Linked DNA regions of Mus musculus: region 1 is linked to region 2. The links are chromatin contacts, called in public Hi-C maps. All regions are on one chromosome and are shown on one strand. The core of a region is the stretch at or near the end of the contact, and the rest is flanking DNA. Distances in the headings are between cores, read along the strand shown.

Region 1 (7,427 bases), core at 3,405-5,904, 650 kb before region 2:
TACTACTGGAAAGAATATCTAATAAGCAGGTAATGGTGGTTCTTTCAGTTAAATGGATGGGAATTGTAGTTGAAGGAGATCTCCTATCATTAGTGTGCATGTGTTACTGGGTCAAGATGGATGGGAACATTTTTATATTAGTATTTATTCACTTATTACAAATGAAAAAGTTAGCAGATTGCAGTGTGAGAATACCCTAAAGACCCCACCATCCGAGTTTGCTATGAAACCTCCCGTACCAGACTGTGCCTATAGATGCGTGAGGACATCTGAGAATCTCTGTTAAAACCATTCGTTAATCACTCCCACACTCAAAACATAATGAAGTAAACAATAAAGGGTGTTGTTGAAGCAAGATGCCGTCACTACCACGGAGGTCATTGTTTGTCAAAGTACAACCTTTAACATAATACATGGGTCAAGAATTAAAATACTTTCTAGTCTTAATCTCTTACATTAGCCTAAAGATATCTGACAAAACAGGTTTTGATGCAGGTAGCAGTAAGCCCTTGTTCAGGTTGTTGTTTCCTTGGACTGTGGCGAGGAGGAAATGAGGTATCCAGCATCCAGACGCAAAATCGTTTTGAGTAAATACTTCTGGGAGGACAAAGTATGAGCCAAGTTATTTGCCTGTAAGTAAGCAGAGAAAAAAGTAGCCCCGTCCTCATTCTAGCTCCAGAATTCATGGAAGTCTGTAGACCTTGAGCATCTCAGAGGCCAGGGTCTATTATACAAGATCTAAAACAAATGGATATAGCATGTCATTCTAAGTGCAGGGAGATTTTGTTGCTTCAGCATGTAAGTTTCTGTTGTGTTTGGAGATCACACGATTTTGTTATTTAAAAGAGATAAACTTAATTATCGGCTTTCCCCTTATTTTTCAAACAGAGAACGCATTCAATTCCTTTCAATGAGTACCAAGAAGAAGGTTTTGGTCCTTGGGTCTGGCTATGTATCTGGGCCTGTTTTGGAATATCTGTCAAGAGACAACAATATAGAAATAACACTAGGTAATGAGTTGTTTTTATTTTTAAAGAATAAAAACTAATTCCATTGCCTGTTGAATATGAACCTTAGATGATTTTTTACCTCTAAGTTTTGAAAAGTTGTGGAGCTATGAAAATGTCTCCAGTGGAATGAAATCTCTAAAAAGTGGATTTTTGTATTCTTGAAATAGGCTCTGACATGACCAACCAAATGCAGCAGCTGAGCAAGAAATACAACATTAACCCTGTCAGTTTGACTGTTGGCAAGCAAGAGGCAAAGCTGCAATCCCTGGTGGAATCCCAGGATCTTGTGATCAGGTAGTGGGCAACAAAAAGTTCTCTGTGCATCTTTTTTTTTTTAAGATTTATTTATTTTATGTATATGAATACACTGTAGCTGTCATCAGGACACACCAAAAGAGGGCATCAGATCCCATTACAGATGGTTGTGAGCCACCATGTGGTTGCTGGGAATTGAACTCAGGACCTCTGGAAGAGCAGTCAGTGCTCTTAAATGCTGAGCCATCTCTCCAGCCCTGCATCTGGTTGTTTTAATCTTCTCTTATTTTCTCCCTGTCTCTCTTTCCTCCTTGCTTTTTCTTTCTCTGTCTTCTCTCATAAACATTTTATTGGAAGAACATATGTATGAAAATATAAATAAGTATGAGAATGGTGTGATGTGGTGGTACTTTCCTGTATTTTCAGCACTTGCTTGAGGCTAAGAGAGGAAAATTGAAAGTTTGAGGCCAGTCTGGGCTAATTGGTAAATTTTTTTTGTCTCTGACTCTTTGTTTCAATATTCTCTCTGTCTCTTGTCTTTTTGTCTCACCATCTATCTCTCAATATCTTTCTCTCTCACATTCTTCCTCTTGCATGTGTATGTTTATTTGCACACTCACGGGTGAGCAAACAAACACACATACACTCACACTCTTGAATCAAAAAATCACAGTTATGTTGCCCAGTAAATTGCTGCAACATTAATACATTTTCTAACCACTATCCACATCAAGGAACAATGTTGATAATATCCTACAAGCCCTCTTATTAACCTTTGTAAACTTGTTGACTCTATCCCAGAAGCACTGTTCTTTCTTCTAACATCTAGATTAGCTTTTTGCATGTCTTCAAAGTTTGTAGAATTGGATTATTCAGTATGTCCTTGTTTGTGACTGCCTTCATTCATTTGATATTGTGATTATGAGAACCGGCTGTGTATTCTTTACTGTGTGAACTTTGATGGAATTTTGTTGTTTTGATTTGGGCTGTTATGAACATGCTGCTAGACACCCTTCAGTGTTTGCCTTGTGCTTTTAGTGTTAGGAAACTAGAAATAGAATTTCTGAATTATGAGATATTTGTGATTCAGATGATATGTTACATGCATACATAGACAAGCATAATGAGCGAATGTAACAAAAAGAAAAAGAAAAACTACAGAAAGGGTTAGTGAAGAGCACTGTATGGTAGACAGCAGGACAAATCTGCTCTGTAATTCAGAAGTCCTTGGTCATTTCTGAGAGAATTCTTTAATTTGGGCGTTTTCTTAGGACTGAGCTGTGGTATAGTTCAAGCATCCTGGAAGGGGAGAGAGGACTGGGAACCAAAGCTTCTGAATCTCTTCTCCCTCTGTTTTCAGCTTGTTGCCTTATGTGCTTCATCCTGTGGTGGCCAAAGCCTGCATCGAAAGCAGGGTTAATATGGTCACTGCAAGCTATATTACACCAGCCATGAAAGAACTGGAAAAGAGGTAAGCCACCGCCTCCAGTAAGGTGCCACCTCGGGATCGTTCCTCTTCTGTGTCTGACTTTTCCATTTTCTTCTTTTCTACCTGTGGCAGTGTGGATGATGCTGGCATTACAGTCATTGGTGAGTTGGGATTAGACCCTGGTCTTGATCACATGTTGGCAATGGAAACAATTGATACTGCCAAAGAGCTGGGAGCCACGGTGAGCAGATATCCCCTCAGGGGATATAGGATTGTCTTTTGCTTCTCATTAGTGATTTGCTAGACTACAGCTCTTACTTTGGCTAGGAATTACAAAAACTACAGAACCTACAGATACATCTGAAGAGTCAAACAACAACTTAGATCTTAGTAACAGTTCTAGAGAAATAGATGTTATTGTAATCATTTTGTTTCTTAAAGATTTTGCCTTTGAGACAGATTCTTTGATAATACTTTGCATTTAGAAGTTAGAAAAAAACCTTTGGGATTTTTGTCTGTTGTTTAATTAAGTAATTACATAAGACAAAGAATAACTGTATATGTATATATGGTCACTCAAATTAAGTGATTTGGAGTTTTCACATATATATATATTTTTTTTTTGGATATAAAACTTATAAGAACTGACAAAGAAAAAGTGAATCAATAGTTGAATTTTTATTTATTTATTTAAAAGATTTGTTTTATTTTCATTTATGTGTATGTATATGTTTGCATGTACATATACACACATGTGTGGATGTCCTCAGAGGCTATAAGGGGGTATTGGATTTTCTAATTAGGCTGGGATTACAGGAGGTTGTAAGCTGCCTGGCATGGGAATGAAGCATGGTTCTCTGCGAGGGCAGTAAGCACTCTTAAGTACTGACCTATCTCTGCAGCTCTAACAGTTGAATTTTTAATGAAAATTTAGCTATTATCTCTAGCAGAGTTTATATATTTTTATATACATATATATGTGTGTGCATCTGTATATAGAATCTGTGTTAATAAGTGTCTTCAAGGATGTATATTTAAAAGCCTCAATAACTTAAAAAAATAAATAATGGTATCATATTCACCAGATTGATATCATTAACCCTAATTAATAACTTAATAATTAGTCTTCTTAATATTACTGATTTCATTTATTTCTCAATTTGCAGGTTGAGTCTTATGTTTCCTACTGTGGTGGCCTTCCGGCCCCTGAACATTCAGATAATCCCTTGCGATACAAATTCAGCTGGAGTCCAGTGGGAGTCTTGATGAACATAATGCAGCCTGCTAGCTATCTGCTCAATGGGAAGGTAAGATAGGTGCATCATGGGAGCCTTAGAGATAAACACCTGCAGTGGTGGCCAAAGCTGTTGCGGCCGGCCAGCGGCTCACATGTCTGGGTTCTAGTCTGGAAAGGCATCTTGAAATCTGCAAGAGAAGGGGGGGTGGGGGGCTAGGCGGCGTGATAAAGATGGAACCAAGACAACCAGTCTGATCAAGATTCGATTTTACTATTTCCGACACTGGGTTATGAAGCAGGGGAAGGGGCCCATTCCCACCAAATCATCCTGGAGTAAAGTTGCAGGTGACCACGTGTTTGACTCTGGAACAGCAAAGCAGCAGGCCTCAGCAGTGGGAGTGGCAGAATGGTAGGGCGGCAAGCTCCGCCCCGATGCTCTCTTCTGAAACCTGAGCAAACAGGTTTCAGGCTGGGGAGGTTACATCTCCTCCCTGTTGTTAATATAAAAAAGAAAAGGCTAGGTTGAGGCATAAAATTTATTTATGCCCTATAGTTCTGCCTGAATTCTTAGGGCCTAAGGAAGAAACTTATCTTAGTGGGATTTCTTAACTTTTCTTATGGAAAACTGTATCTGGATAGGACTGTCTTTTCTGTCCTAGTAAACATCTAGTAGACTAGTCCTGAGGTGTTGGCTCTGTCTTTTAAATGTTAATTAGTTACTGAATAGGTAACTTCCTAGTTGAAATTTTTACTGAATACCAAGTAGTCAGCTGCACAGTCCTTCTAGGGCGTTGGGACACTGGCAAGGACTGACTGTACGAATATGAAAGGCACTTTATTATGATAACACTGAAGGAGAGTACATGGATTTTCCTCCACATTCTTGGATGATAGGTGGGGAACAGAGAGGAGGGGGTGACGACTGGCTCCGTAGTACAGGGCCAATTGGCTTTTTAGGGTGGGAGGCTGTGAAGGGCTTGCCCTTCTAATGGTATGGTCTCCAACCTCTCTCTCCTCTATTAATTAAGCTTAATAAGGCCACGCTTAACTGAGGTGATCAAATGATTTTCTCATCCTTAGATGAGTGGGCTTTAACCATGGCTGGGGGGATATTGACCTGATTCCTCCCGTGGGTGCTGTCATGACCCACACTTGTGGCTCTTGGTATCTTTTGGGGAGGGGATGCAGAACCTTAGAAAGATATTCTTGAATGTAACGAACTAGATACCAACCTCCATCCAAACCGGGTGTATCTCACAGGGAACTCAGAAATGGTCAAGCTGGACCTTCCCCTGCAGTAAATTTCTGCACCCAAGATGGTACTCATACTGTATTTGTATGATCACTAATCAGTATGCACAGTTCTGAGTACTGTGCAGCTCCTAAAGGAGAATTGTCAACCTCAGATTTAGCAAGGCCTCGACAAGAATTATGTCACTAGTAACACCACTATTTGTGGCTCTTAGGCTATATTAGGAGCTGAAGGTCACCCTCTTCATCTCTGTTATTTCCACAGTCTGAGGAACTAAGGGGACCTTGCAATAACAGCAAGGGTGGAAAACCAGAGACCAGCTAAGAGACTAAGCCCGTCTATCAGAATAAAAACCAATTTCTTTTAGTATTTGAAATTTTCACCTTTCTAGCCCTAGTAGCAAACCTAAATCTCAAATCAGACTGAAAGCCAGAATACGTGCTGGAATGTCTTTAGAATGAAAATAGCAGCTGCCACCTGCATGCTCTTGGGGGCGGGGATGCACAACCGCTGCAGTCAGGCTGAAGGTGTTGATTGACCTGCTTGAAAGACAAAAATCTTAGACAGTGAAGAGTAACATCACAAAGCTTCTTTTGGGAAAGTCCTGGTACTTTATTCAGTTGCAAATAGCAAGGCTCAAGCTCAGTCTCTGGGCTGGTTTTAGAATTAGTAAAAAGGCCAGAGATTTTCTGGAAGTGGGGGCTGTGTTCAGAATTAACTTTGTTAGGTAACTAAGAATTTTAGTTATTTACAATAGGAATTTCTAATATTGGACTAAATATTAGACCAGTCTAAGATTGAGTTAGAATGACTGGCCACACTGAAGAAAAGAGAAAAATCATTATGACTTTATTAAATGACTAATCTTACTAAGTCAGAATATACAGTCTCTGATGTTCTTTTGCCATAAAGTTAAAAGGCTTGAAGCTAGTCTAAACTGGAAAAATGGCAAGCAAGAATGGATCTAAAACATGAACCCAATTTAGTTTCCTAGTCACTTCAGTCAGGGCACTGAGTCAACTTACCTGCCAGCTTGTCACACGAATTAAACATCATGCTTCTGTAGCGTTCTGTGGAGAGAACCTGTTTTTTCCCTTCCCTAATAAGGTAGCTGTTTAGGATCAATCTGTAAGCCAATAAGTAGATCCTTTTAAGATACTATAAAGCATTTATAAAGAATATAAATATAAAGAATTTACTTTGACCTCTAAATTTCAAAATTTGAAAATAAAGGTATGATTTAAATATGTGCATGGAAATGTACTAAATAGTATGTACGGGGATATAATTTCCCCCTTCTTTGTCTTTTAAGAAGTTAAAGTTTTAAAGTTTTACAATATCTAATCCTTCGATTTAATAACTTGTTGACAAAACATTTTAAATACTTGACTGTAAAGGGCAGTGACTAATTGCACTTTCAATCGTTTCTCTTAAGGAGCGGTTGTAACTAGAAAGCTTAAAAAGTTATTAAGAGTCACATGTGCATAATTTATTTATTTATTAACTAGAAATAAGAGCATTTATTTGTAGCAAATTATTAAGTATAAGTCCTAAAGAATTAACACTATTATGTGGGAACAAGTAGTAACTGAGGACACTAGAAGGAAAGAATTATACATGCACAATTTTCAAGAATACTAAACTATTATCTTAAACCATAACTGTTATGAATATACAAAGAACAAGGTTATATATCCAATCTATCTTATATGTATGACCTATAGACTGTGTGAGATATAAATCTAGCCTGGCATTGTTTTAAAATGTCTAGGCAATTAGAACAATTTAATAAATGTCTAAAGATTGCCTTCTTAAGAGGACAGCATTTTTTCTATGTGTTGTATATGCATAAGCAATTGCAAATTTGAGAATTAATAGCATCTGAGGGATGAACAATCTTAAGCAATTGTGAGCTTTGAGATATAACATTGACTATTAATATACAAATCAAGGTTTGATTGCTCAGCATTTTAAAACAACATCTATAGCACACAGCTAGATTATTTGTGTTGAAACAGGGGGAAACTTAAGAGACTAAGCATGTGATCTAATTCACATTTACTTATGTCTCATATAGGGGTTATTATTAAACACAATAATTGGGATGTATGCATGCATGAATTTATAAAGATATAAAAGCATGCATAAAACCAATTTTTAACTTATCTTTGGGATATTGATTGTTAATATATTTAAAATGATGGTATGTAATAGGTCAGTTATTAATATTTGGTAATAACCAAA
Region 2 (7,188 bases), core at 700-3,199:
AGAGAGAGAGAGAGAGAGAGTGGGAGGGAGGGAGGGAGGGAGAAAGAAAGAAAGAAAGAAAGAAAGAAAGAAAGAAAGAAAGAAAGAAAGAAAGAAAGAAAAGCAGACAAAGCTCTCCTCTGTCCAAGTATGAGTGCTTTCTGAGGACTGACCAGTTGGTACAAAAACCAGCAACAGCAGCTTCCTTTTCAGATGCACTGCTTGTCTATGTAGAGAGTGGACAACTGAGAGTGGACGACTCCTCCTCCTGTGCTGAGGTCCCTTGTTGGGATGGTGGCAGGTGCCATTCCATCAGACCGTGCATACCTTTCCTGACTCCAGCTTTTCTATATGTGCATCTGTCCTCCCTTCAATTCATCGTTGGAGTTCTAGGACCCAAGCAGTATGGCACACTCTACTTGAGCAAGCTACTTTTGCTTCTGCTTTATTACCTGCAAGACAGAAAGGATAACAAAGCCTATCTCAGGAAGATGTTGCAGTAAGCGAGGTATTCCTTGGAAAGTGCTGAGTGTCCAGACTTTGACCTTGCTGCCACTAAGAAGGAGATTACCTAGGGGAGAGCCTTCTGACCTTGATGGCTCTATTTGCTCTTCTCCAAGACTCTGCTTCCTGCTGAAATGTCCTTGAGGCAGTCCGGAGACACACCCTGTAGATCGCCTACAGGCTGGCCCCAGGCACCAAGAATGGGCTGGGGGGTGGGGGGGAATGGGCCTACCCTCTTTATAAGCACGGACTCTCAGTAAACTTCAGAGGCCTTGAACAGAAACATGTCTTGGCCTCCATTATTTCTCTCGTAGTTCTCTCCCATACAGCTCCGGCCTCCCATTCAGGAACCCAGTTAGTGTGGCCGCAGTCGGCTACAACTGAGAACATGGTCCAGTCCATAGTAAGGGCTTTGTGTGTTCAACTTGTGGCTTTAGACAAAGCAAATACTTCAATCTGAAGAACAGTTGTGGCTAGCTCTGTCCTAAAGCTGGAGAAACAGAAGCACAGAGTAAGGATACGTTTCCCAGTGTCAAGATGTAACACACACAGTCAGGCCAAGGCACTGGTTTTTCCACCTGCCTATTCCCCGCCTCTCCCTGGAACAGCTTTTGAAGGCTAAAGTATACATCAAGAAGGTGAGCAAAACAATAACCCACGTCACGACCTGTTTTCTCCTTAAATCAAAGAGGATGTGAAGCCCTGGTTGTAATTCGTCTTTCACATTTGAGGTCTCTGAAAGGAAAAGCGCGGTTTAATAGAAAGAGCACTCCCTGTCACGCACCTTGCCAGACTCTCGCTGCTTATAGACAGGTTGTGCGAGTTCTCTGAGCGTGCCTGGTCACTCAAGATACCACAGAGCCACCGACAACACGCCTTGTTCTGCCGCCTCAATGGCATAACATACACACAAACACAGTCATGACTGTAGGCAAATATGCTAGAAAGACTTGACCCTTCTTAAAGTATGTAGGCTGTTTAAACAGTACCTAGAGCTGTTGTGTGAAGCTGAGTGGTAAGTTCACAGAGATGACATGGGAGAAAAACCTCACACTGGTAGAAGTGTAGAGAGTAGTGGCTGGAATTGAATTCCCACCCATCCAGTTGCATAGCCTGCCCTCTGAATGGTGAAGCTACTTTAAGATCAGATTATACCTTGAATAAATGCAAGCCATTATTTTCCAGAAAACAAAAAACCTTCATTTTCTGGCTCACCAGCTGAGCTGTTCTTTGCTTGGGTTATATGCTCTGGACGTTTAATTTCCTCCCTTTTGTGAGTGGAAAACCGGATGGCTGCCCTATCCTTCCCACAGCACTTCCCCCACTCTCCCCGATCCAGGGCCCTGTCATTCCGACTCTTGTTCACACACTACCATTCATTGTGCAGGTGGGTGGAGCAGGAAGGTGACGACTCCTGGGCAGACACTACTCAGATCAGTCACAGCAGCTCCGGTTACACATCTAGAGATCCACATGCCCAGTTGGATTCAGTTTACCAAGTCAGCTCTGTGGCCCAGCGCTGTGTGGACTCTCCCAGTCTACCATAGAGCAGTCAGAAATGAGCAGACCACGGGACTACTGGATTTTAAGACAAACAAACACAGTGTAGTTCTGCAGCTCTACCCAAAGGATACCTGCAGCTTCAAACTGGGCTATCTGTTCTTCTCTAATCAGCCTCCTACCCTCCCCACTCCATCCCATCTCCTGGATGTCTTTAGTAGCAACATCCTCCTTTCATGTTAGACCTTCCCTTTGTCCCACACCATCACATTTGAGCCTCACAGCTAAGAAGAGGACAGAGCTCGAGCACAGATGCCTGTCATTCTGTATGGAACATCAGAGCTATTTTTGCTATTCTACAGCTGCCTTTACAGCATTAGCCTTGTCAAAACAACCCCTCTGCGTTATTAATATTAACTGAAAGGCATAATCAACTGACAGAGCATGAAAAGTATTTTTTTCTCTTTCTCTCTCATTAAACGGGAATGTTCCTTAGTCTGGTTTGATATTCTCATTGTTTTCCTCTTTGTCATTTAAAATCTAATGGTGTGCTTTACGCTAGTTTGTATTTTATCTTCCAGCTACAAGACATCTTGCTAAATATAGTCATACACATTTTAATGTTTTAACGATTTGTAAAGATAGCGACTCATTATTTAAATTATTTTTTGGATGAACATGAGATAGCTTTAAGTGACAAATTACTTTTTAATTATATTGGTATTATTTGGTTCCTAGGGCTCTTTTACCATGGATACAAATGTTGGCACTGCAAAATGCCTTAGAGCTAAAGTCCTGCCTAGACTTCCAAGTCCATGCTTTTCTTCCTGCTCGGTGGGTCAATCCAATACTGGGGGAGAGGAGACGGAGCAAAGGGCAGTGTCTGACTATGGGTTCGCCCCTGGCTTGGAGTTCACCAAGTAGACTAAGCTGGAGTCATAAATTGCAACACTCCTTCTGTCTTTGTTTCCATGGTGCTGGTGGGTGACCAGCCACAGCCAGTTTAACACGACCTTTAAAAATCAGATAAAGCCCGGCGTGGTGGCTCACACCTTTAATCCCAGCACTCAGGATGCAGAGGCGGGCGGATTTCTCAGGTCAAGGCCAGCCTGGTCTACAAAGTGAGTTCCAGGACAGCCAGAGCTATGCAGAGAAACCCTGTCTCGGAAGAAAAAAAAAATAAAAAAATAAAAAAATAAAAATAAAATAAAAATGAAGCTCACTTCCGTCTGTGTTCTGAATCCTGAGCCTCTTAAGACTCCAGCCATCCTTTCCCACCTGGACCCTGCTTCTTCCCTATGACTCAAGATAGCCAAATGGGTCTCTGAAATACAGATGCCTCCCACATCAAACGACATACAGACAGACCCCCAAAGTGATTCTTCCTGCACTAAAAAGGCACACACCTATCTTAAGCCCCTGAAAATATATATTTACAACTATATATCATATGAAAATCTAGCATCTTTGTTCCCTCTTCAAACCCCAGCCTGCTGGTTTTTATCTGGGCAGCCAGGGTGGGGTTGTTTAGCCTCTCTGGTCCTTTCTTGTTTGTTGCTTTTGCCTCTGTTGGGCTGAATGCTAGGCCAGTGGCAATTTATTAAGTCCTTATAATCCTGGGCAAACAGCCTTGAGGGGTTCGTCCAAGTGTTGTAGAAGTCTCTAGGGAAATAATGCTCTCCTCTCTGTTGTCTGTCATAGAACTTACTTTCAAAGTAGCCGTGTGCACACAAACATAGCCCTTCCTTCTAGTTCCTTATGTTTGCAAGGTACTTGCAGCTGAGTCATGGCATGACCTGCCACTAACCCTACCCCCCACCCCCGCCCCCAAAATAGTTTTACAAAGTCAAAGCTACTAGGTAAATGAAACTTTTCGTACATTAACTTCAAAATATAAGTCAGTGGTTTTTTGTTGTTGTTGTTGTTTTTTAAAGATTTATTTATTATATGCAAGTACACTGTAGCTGTCTTCAGACACACCAGAAGAGGGCATCAGATCTCATTACAGATGGTTGTGAGCCACCATGTGGTTGCTGAGATTTGAACTCAGGTGACCTTTGGAAGAGCAGTCAGTACTCTTACCTGCTGAGCCATCTCTCCAGCCCCTGTAAGTCAGTGTTTTTATTCAAAAATACTTGTTTCAAAACATGGCCACACCAGATTTGGAGAAGAAAATGAAGAGAGCTTAGAACATCTTATTATGCTAAATGCAAGAACTTAACCAAATAATAATAAGGACACACGGTACCAGGAGTCCCTACTTCTCCCCATCAGACCGGCAATGGTGTTCACTTAACCTTTTCCCCATCTCTGCTTCTGCTTCCACTAGGGCCTCCTAGAAGTCTTTGAACTCCTTGAACACTAACCCATTTAAAACTATTTGTAGCCTGCACATATACAGTTATATGTAGATATAACTAATATGTTATCTGAGAATTGATATTAGTAACTAAGAATAAAAGAATCCATGCTTGCATCTTAATGGTCGTTACTAAGAGAATTCAAGACTACCACAGAAAATGAAGCCAATAAAACACACAAACCGCCGGGTGTGGTGGCACACGCCTTTAATCCCAGCACTTGGGAGGCAGAGGCAGGTGGATTTCTGAAGCCAGCCTGGTCTACAAAATGAGTTCCAGGACAGCCAGGGCTATACAGAGAAACCCTGTCTCAGAAAAAAACAAAAACAAAAAAAGCCCCCACACACAAACCTTCAGAATTCACCACTAATCAATAAATTCTGACATTGTGCAAAGATGCAGAAATGTCCATCTATGTTTCTGGCCTGGTATACTAGTAAAAACCCCTCACAGGTGTGCCCTCCTTTTTGTGTTTTACTTCATTCCAGATGTAGTCACGTTAACAACAAAGGATAGCCATTGCAAAGACTAAATGATTCTCCACAAAATAAACTCATACATTGAAGCCGTAGCCCTCTAGAGCCTCAGAACATGACTACATTTGAAGATAAGGTTCTCCCAGAGCTCATTAGTTAAAACAAAGTTCATTTGTTTGTTTTGCTTTTGAGATAGGCTCTCACTGTGTAGCCCTGTCTGGCCTGGAACCTACTATGTAGACCAGGCTGGCCTGGAACTCACAGAGATCCAATTGCCTCTGTCTCCCAAATGCTGGGATTAAAGGCATGTGCCACTTCCGCTCTAAAATAATTATCTTAAGGTGGCTCCCGATTCGTTTATATCCTGTTACTTGAAAGAGTTCCACCATGCTAAGAAACACCAGAAGCTATCTGCAAAGAGGGCTGCCAGGACTCAGAGTCGTCTGCAAACCAGTGGGGAAGATCTTTCTGGAGAAATGAAGCCAGCTGACAGCCTAGTTTAAACTCACTCTTACTCCCCAAACGGTGGGTAAATAAGTTTCTGTTAGTTAAGCCATCAGTCTGAGACATTTTGTTACAAAGGCCTTAGCCGACTTGTACAAAGGTTTTTCATGGGATTTTGATTTTTATTTATTTTGTTTATTTACTTATTTATTTATTGCCTAATAACCACAGTAGTAACTACAATCAAAGGAGTCAGCCCCACCCAGATCATTTCAATGGCTCTGCACCTCAGTGGAAAAGGAAGACGGAAGCAACCGAAGACAAACGCATCTGCTAATGAACGCCGTCTGGAAGGCCTTCCGTTTGCCCCGCCCACACAAGGAATGTAGGGCCTTGTTCTTAGCTGTTGTACAAAACACATGATGACTGCACAATGACTGAAAAAGGTCCTTATTCAAATCATCAGAATTCTCAGGATTGCTGGGAAGGTCAACAAACCGGACTTCAGGCTGTTTCCAAAATACAGCACTAAACTCACAACAGACGTGGTCTGGTTAAAAAAGCTTAGCCAACGTTGCTGCTTTCCTACTAGGGGCTGATGGGAACTTGGCAGCAGCCACGCTGTGGTGTCCATTTTATGTCAGGAGCTCCACCTTGGATCCAATGGGGAACTTCACTGCTACGGCCAGAATGAGAGGTTAATTTATTGGCTGACACAAGGTCCTGGGCAAATGAACGCTTCCCCAGAACGTGAGAAACCTCGCTTTGCTTCTCACAGACAGCGTGGGTCCAGTGCCTTTTTTTTTATTCCTGGTGGCAAGCCGGGGAGTCTGAACTATGACACTGAAGAGAGAGGATCTGGTGTGTGGGAGTGTTCCCAGATGCAAGACGTTCTTTCAAAGATGAAACGATAACCTTTAAAGTCACAGCTGCATAGTCAGAGGCCACTTGAGTGCCCATGATGTCCACCGGGCACTAACCTCCACTTTATTCTCAATGTCCAGCTTAAAGAAGAACAAAACTACCATTATTATCTTCATGGCATGTATTCATATTTTTCTGAGTAGTACTTTGATATGCTGTATAACGATCAATCAGGGTGGTTACCATCTCCAATTCCTTAAATCTCTGAGACATTTTTAATTAGCACATGGCAATTATATACCTCTAAAGTAAGGTATAACATTCCAATACCTGTGTACCATGGAAACTGATCTAATCAGAGTTAACATTTCTGTTTCCTTATTATTTCTTTATGACCCTTGAGTGCCTCTTCTACTTATTCACAAAGCATGCAGTCCTACTGTAAACTACACGCACACCACTGTGCAGTAGCCCACAAGGACTTATCAGTTCTAGGCTTGATCAATATTCAGCTAGAATTGTTTCCCCAAATGCCATCTTCCTTGAGTCTAGATAAAACCCTCACTTCAGTGTCTAGAAAAACACTCATGCCTTTTTCTCTGACACAACAAAAAAATCAGATTAAGGCAGAAACTGTAACCCTATGTCCTTTCTGATAGCTGATTTTAGATGACTTGCAAATGGTGTCTGTTAATGAATTATTTTGTTGAAATCAATTCAGTGTAGCCTAAAACAATTGCTAAAGGAAGATTACTCTCTAAATCTTGGGCAAAATATTATTTCTCACTCACAATGAAAACATTGTAACATATATGCATTTTCTTTTACTATTAATGAAATGATCAGCTGTATTTTGAAAGTCAAATTAATATTAAATAAGATGTATGTTTTCATCCCTACTTTCAAAGATTTCAATCTCTGGTCTCTTGGCTAAGTGGTTTTTAGGATTGTGGTAAGCAAGGATTATGTGACAAGAAAGTTTTCACCTCATGACACCTGAGAAGCAAATAGAGATAAAGAATGAGTCAGGGCCTTAATATCCCCTTCAAAGTCCTGCCCCT

The links. Hi-C and Micro-C count contacts between places; a contact is called where the count stands out from the background.
Region 1: a Hi-C map of embryonic stem cells shows a contact between it and region 2, with 1.8 times the contacts expected there. The contact joins two enhancer-like sites. A contact is called at or near these places in 1 of 484 Hi-C or Micro-C datasets (embryonic stem cells) and 2 of 115 datasets of contacts at active chromatin or transcription factors (both in embryonic stem cells).

The regions. Positions count from the first base shown.
Region 1 is chr6:23,087,773-23,095,199 of GRCm38.p6, reverse strand. Aass (aminoadipate-semialdehyde synthase) reads left to right here. Exons shown (of 24, transcript NM_013930.4): 14 at 889-1,010; 15 at 1,178-1,304; 16 at 2,626-2,736; 17 at 2,827-2,935; 18 at 3,861-4,001. Among named protein-coding and RNA genes, the nearest start is that of Aass, 42 kb to the left of the region's middle. Within about 2 kb of position 4,654, at least 6 of the 459 cell types and tissues checked have an H3K27ac peak or open chromatin away from gene starts, as enhancers often do. A contact at or near this core is called in embryonic stem cells, where this site is marked.
Region 2 is chr6:22,438,517-22,445,704 of GRCm38.p6, reverse strand. No RefSeq gene overlaps it. Among named protein-coding and RNA genes, the nearest start is that of Gm38773, 50 kb to the right of the region's middle. Within about 2 kb of position 1,949, at least 75 of the 459 cell types and tissues checked have an H3K27ac peak or open chromatin away from gene starts, as enhancers often do. A contact at or near this core is called in embryonic stem cells, where this site is marked.